Linked DNA regions of Mus musculus: region 2 is linked to region 1. Evidence: chromatin contacts called from public HiChIP or PLAC-seq data. All regions are on one chromosome and are shown on one strand. Each heading gives the region's core, a stretch centred on a gene start, on an enhancer-like site or on the middle of the called end of the contact. The rest is flanking DNA. Distances are from core to core; before and after follow the strand shown.

Region 1 (2,816 bases), core at 219-2,718:
AGGCTAAGGAAAGGCACAGAGCGCATAGCCGTGGCTCCACACCTTGCTAGCATCAGCCTCAACATCATCCTTGTAAAGTCACAGCCCTCAGTCCACAGCTAGAGAACCACAATATCCAGGAGCGGACCAAGCCTTCTGTGTTCTTGTAAGTTTCCTGTTAGTATGAAGTATGCTGAAATTGGAGCTTTTTTTTCCCATTTTTTATTAGGTATTTAGCTCATTTACATTTCCAATGCTATACCAAAAGTCCCCCATACCCACCCACCCCCAATCCCCTACCCACCCACTCCCCCTTTTTGGCCCTGGCGTTCCCCTGTACTGGGGCATATAAAGTTTGCGTGTCCAATGGGCCTCTCTTTCCAGTGATGGCCGACTAGGCCATCTTTTGATACATATGCAGCTAGAGTCAAGAGCTCCGGGGTACTGGTTAGTTCATAATGTTGTTCCGAGGAGCTTGCTAATAGAGCGAATAAGACCAGGACTCTAAGACCAGTCTGCTTGGGGTCTATCCTCGCTCCCTTCTTACAGAACGATCCAGGCAAGTTACGTTTCTCATGCTTCCACCTTCCCTTCTGCCAATAGAGACAATGTTTATGGCCCTGCAGAGGATATTTTTTTTAATGGGGTAAGTAATATTTGAACAGGGCCTGGTGTATGATAAACACTATGTAGTGCCTGCTAGCTAATATTCATACACATTATTCTTTTAAAAAATGGTATTTTGAAGTCTTTCTGAAACAATTGACCATCATCCCTACAGGGAGGAATTTTTACCTGAAAACTCAGCTTCCCCGTAAGGCAATTTTCTAGAAAGATACTTTTTCCTGAGGAGACATATCGAATCGCAAGGTAATCTGTTTTGGGTTTGGTTTGATTTCTCAAGACAAGGTTTCTCTGTATAGCCCTGGCTGTCCTGGAACTTGCTCTTGTAGACCAGGCTGGCCTTGAACTCTGAGAGATGCCAGCCTCTGATGTCTAAGTGCTGAGACTAAAAGCATGTGCCACAGCCCCCCCCCCAAGTTTCTCAAGGTGTTTTTACAGTATATGGGGCTGCCTGTGATCTGTCCCCTACATGTAAATGCCTTTTAAATGAAGTGGAGGGGGTGGCAAGGTCAGGTAGAGGGAGAACGGGATATGTGGTGAGATGTGATCTTGACACATTCCGTGCACTGAGCTGACAGTACCTCTGGGGTGACACCGTTCCCAAGCATTTCTTTGAAGAAGGTAAGAGCTGAAATGAAACAATGTTTTTAGGGCCCGAGGGGGACATATCGTCCAGCAATTATTATGGAAGCGATTCTTCTAAGGAAAGTGCAGTTGGTGATGGTGACATCTGTGGACTCAAGAAACATTCCTTGAGATGACAAAAACTTGGGTTTGTCCCTGCCAGCCTTCCATTAAGCTATTAAAAGAGTGACTCACTACGGCACACCCACCTTACAGACTGGGTCTCTCCCCAAAGCTGCTTTGTCATTCTTTTGTGAATCGTAGCTGTGTTTCCCATAAGCAGTGATCCCTGCAAGGCACAGGACTCCGTGTGTCACCATGGCATGTGGGGGTTACCAGACATCCCTTCCCATGCTGCAGCTTCTGAATCTCTTTTAAATAAAAACTCTTCTTCCTTGTGGAGCAGGGTCAATTTCATACCTCTTTTGTGTACGTCATGGTTCTTAACAAGAAGTTCTCAGTAAGTGGTAGCTTTTTCTGATGTTTTGCTTTTTTTGTCTTGGTTGCCTAGAAACACAGACTTAAATATGTGAGTTTAATTACAGAAACATTTTTTTTTGGCTGATTCAATTAAATCTCCATATCTTTTAGGTAGTTTCGGCTGTCTGTGTTTACTTAAACTTTTAAAAGAATAGAATATTCATTTATTAAAGGAAAAATATGTATTCTTTTCAGGTTGGTTAAAATCCTTTTTTGTCTCATATTATATTTAATATCTTCTACATTTCTATAGTTATGTATGATTTAAAGAAATGCATATTCTGGCATATATGTGTATATACATATATGTATGCACGATCCAAAGGAATCATTATACTATAGTAAATATATGGCATAAAGCAGGAGTTCTCAGCCTTCCTAATGCTATAACCCCTTAATATAGCTCATGCATATGTTCTGATGACTGACATCCGTAATATTATTTTGTTACTACTTCATAACTGTAATTTTGCTACTGTTATGAATAACTATGTAAATATCCAAATATACAGAATATCTTATATGTGAATCCCCAAAAGGGTTGAGACCCACAGGTTGAGAAACACTGGCATAGAGTATACTACAGCATGCATGTGCAATGTGCATATGAAACAAAAGTAGTCATGCACACAGTATAATACACATGTAATATGTAAACATATATAGGTATTTCATATATAAGACGCTGCAGCACATTTTAGACATATATTTATGTCTAAATATATACATATATGTAACTACAGATTGTTTATGTGTGTGTACTTTAGGGAAAGAGAATGCCTATTGACTTTCACTATTAATCCATAGAGTTTTTGACTCTCCTCCTGCCCTCCATAAAATCAAAGTCAAAAGTGACTAACTGTTAGCCACCTAAGGAATTCAATGACATGAGCAGTGAAGTGTGTGTGTGTTCTCTTTATTAAAAAAAATAAAACCCTAAAATCCAAAACCAGTTATGCACTCAAACCAAAGTGTGTGTGTGTGGGGGGGTGAGGGTGAGGGGGTACATATATACTCATGTATACATCAAAACATCACATTAGCTATTGTAGTAGTTTAAATATGCTTGGCCCATGGGTGTGGCCTTGTTGGAGGAAGTGTATAAAACA
Region 2 (3,173 bases), core at 479-2,978, 550 kb before region 1:
GAGCTAAATTCTCCTGAAACTTCCATAGTGGTTTCATGGGACAAAGGTTTAGGGCCCACTTTCTTCTAGATCCCACCCCCTACTCTTCTTGTTCCAACTTTAAAAAATCTTTTTATTCCTTGTATACTTCATATTATGCACCCCAATCCCATTCATCCCCCATCCCTCCATATCCATCCCCTGCCCTTGCAACTGCCCACCCCCCAAAAGAAAACAAATAAGCAAAAAAAAAAAAATTCATCATGGAAGCTGCAGTGTATCAGTATACCATTTTGTCCACACATCTTTACTTACAAATGTTCATCACAATGAGTCTTTGATCTGGTTTGAGGCTCTTAACCACTTGTAACTCCAGTTCCAAGGAATCTAATGACTTCTCTGGGTACCAGCCACATATGTGTTACACAGACATATACACAGGCAAACACTTATACGCATAAAAAATAAACCTTATAAAAAGGGCAGAGTTACTTCACATCTGTTCTCTATCAAAGACTACAAGTCTGTGTTCCCACCTTTCTGAGGAAAGGGAGAATTTTTTTTCTTTTATGCTTTTGTGATTTTTCAGAAAAGACATTTAAGTTTTTTTGGCACACTATAATCTCAGTTAAACTAGGTTATCAGAGTCACCAGTTACCACACAGTTAAGTCCTTGTGAGTACTTGAGATTGCTTGCTAGATCCTCACGTGTGCCTTCTTGGCACTCTCGAATGCTCCGCGACCACCCATGTCTGCCACTGAGACAGGAAGGTGGAACAAGCAGCCCATGCCCCACCCTCGGGATGCCAGCAAGGCGCTGAGATTTGTGCCACCCGCAGCATCTCTCTTGGTTAGGGTTTCTATGGCTTCGAGAAAACATCGTGACCAAAAAAGCAAGTTGGGGAGCAAAAGGTTTATTTGGCTTACACTTCCAGATCAAGTCCACCACGAGTGGAAGTTGGGATAGGAACTCTAGTAGGGCAGGGAGATCTGAATACTGAGGCCATGGAGAGGTGCTGCTTACTGGCTTGCTTTCCATGGCTTACTCAGTCTGCTGTCCTATAGAACCCAGGACCACCAGCCCAGGCACCACCCACAGTGAGCTGGTCCTTCTCTGATCACTAATCGAGAAAGTGTCTTACAGTTGGAGCTCATGGAGGCCTTTCCTCATCTGAAGCTCCTTCTGTTATGACACTAGTGTCAAGTTGACACATAAACCCAGCCAGGACAGCATCCTTCTGCCTCCCAACCTCTCCTTTCTTGTCAGGATTCAAGAGTCTGTTGTCTCAGCCCCATTGGCCTGGGTTTGAGGCAGTTCTCCAGGATACTTAGTTTTCCTTAGACAATGAAAAAGAATCTCCCCGTCGGAGGAGCGCTAAAGCACAGAGGGATCCTCCTTCAGAAGTGAATTAAGCCCTTTGGTGAGATTCTCTCATGATGGCTTTCTGTGGGAGCTTTAATGACTCCAAAAGAAAGTGTTGTGAGAATTGAGGTTGTTTTCACTTTCACAGTGATTGGCTGACATGCTGGGGGTGTCATGGGTTTCCTGGGGTGTGGAGAGATGCTGGCTAATTTTCCCCGTGCAGTGCCTACTCTCTATACATCCAACACTATTGTATGACCTTTGCTCTTTTTTTTTTTTCTCTTTTCCTTTTCTATTGCAGGAATTTTGGCTACACCTCTTTAAGTTCCTGGTGAGTCATAGGCACACATCCACCCAGGAACTATCTTGGATACACAGATGAAAGACACACACATTAGCTCATTTTTAAACTGCCTTGTTGGCTCTGTGGCTAGGCTCTTCTAAGACTTCTGCAGCTAGCATGTCCTTACCTTTCCTCCTAACTCAACACCTCTAAATCTGCCCTTAACTTAGTTGCCTAGTTACCTTCTGTGAAGTCCATTGGTCTTGCTGCCCAAGACTCTTTTGGGCTGCCCTTCCGTGAGCTGCTTTTCTTTTCTGCCTACATTTTGGAAGACCTCTCCTACAGCTCTGAGTCTGTTCCATATCTCTTCTCCATGAATTCTGATCTCCTCCTCCTCTCCCCTAGCCTGTGGTAACCTGAAAGTTCTGCCTCTTTCTTTCTGCCCAGCCATTGGCCGCTGGCATCTTTATTGATTGATCAAGAACCAACTGGGGACAAGGACCTTCAGCCCCAGTACACACAGATCCCCATGAAATCAAAGCATAAGAACCACTCCTCTACATCTCACCTTTTCTGTCCAATTAAAAAAAAAGACAAACCTCTCCTTTCAGATCTAAATTGAGCATAACCACAACAATTATGTAAATTACAAAGCATGATATACAGTCAATATCCAGTCCATCATATTTGTCAATTAAAGTACTTTACCATCACTCCTAACTTGAAGAGTTACAATTCTACCTCTGAGTTATGTTTATATTTTAACTAGTAACACCATCTGAAAAATCATGCTTTCTACTCTATATCATGTCTTTAATGTTAAACAACTTAAATTTGCTTATGGGACTATAATTAGTGTTCAACCCTGTCAGAAATACAAGAATGAGATAAATGCTTCCTGGGTATATAGGAAGCACTAAACATAGCTTCTTAAACTTAAACATTTGTAGAGACAGCAGACTACCTGGGCAGTCCCCATTTCTCAAAACATCAGACTTCAGCTTTCTGGCCCAGGATCATCTGACAGACCTTTGTAAAGCAGAATTATGAAGGACTGTTTACTCTGTATTGACAGAGCTATCAGTTGACTATTCTGCATAGTGTGTCCATTTTGGACAGTATTTTGTATGTAGATGAAAGAGGTAATTTCTGTCCCGTGTCTACCTTGCCATGATAAGCAACCTTGCCCAGAGGTAAAGATGTTCAATATCTTCTTTGAACTGTGAAGGGGGTACTGTCAGTAGCAGACACATCTCTAGTCAAATGATCCTTAATATGAAATTACATTAAATGTTACATTCTGTGGATTTCTGATGTTTTTGAAGCCTGTCTAAGTAAAGTATATTTGAACTATTAAACCTTAGCTACTCTTCGCCATTTCTATTTGAGTACATTGAAAGCACTCAATTATAGTTAAATTAGAATCTAACCTAACCTTGAGTTGACTATCTGACCCTTAACTTGTGCTACTTAATCAACTTGTTATTAAATGAGTTGCATAGGCACAATGCCTATCTAAGAGTAACAATATTAATTTCGAATTTTGTA

The links. HiChIP or PLAC-seq counts read pairs in DNA pulled down with a chosen protein or histone mark.
Region 2: an HNF4G HiChIP or PLAC-seq map of pancreatic cancer cells shows a contact between it and region 1. The contact joins two enhancer-like sites. A contact is called at or near these places in 1 of 484 Hi-C or Micro-C datasets (cerebral cortex) and 1 of 115 datasets of contacts at active chromatin or transcription factors (pancreatic cancer cells).

Annotation. Positions count from the first base shown.
Region 1 is chr17:79,284,078-79,286,893 of GRCm38.p6, reverse strand. No RefSeq gene overlaps it. Among named protein-coding and RNA genes, the nearest start is that of Gm17315, 69 kb to the left of the region's middle. Within about 2 kb of position 1,468, at least 40 of the 459 cell types and tissues checked have an H3K27ac peak or open chromatin away from gene starts, as enhancers often do. A contact at or near this core is called in pancreatic cancer cells, where this site is marked.
Region 2 is chr17:79,831,031-79,834,203 of GRCm38.p6, reverse strand. No RefSeq gene overlaps it. Among named protein-coding and RNA genes, the nearest start is that of Atl2, 64 kb to the left of the region's middle. Within about 2 kb of position 1,728, at least 19 of the 459 cell types and tissues checked have an H3K27ac peak or open chromatin away from gene starts, as enhancers often do. A contact at or near this core is called in pancreatic cancer cells, where this site is marked.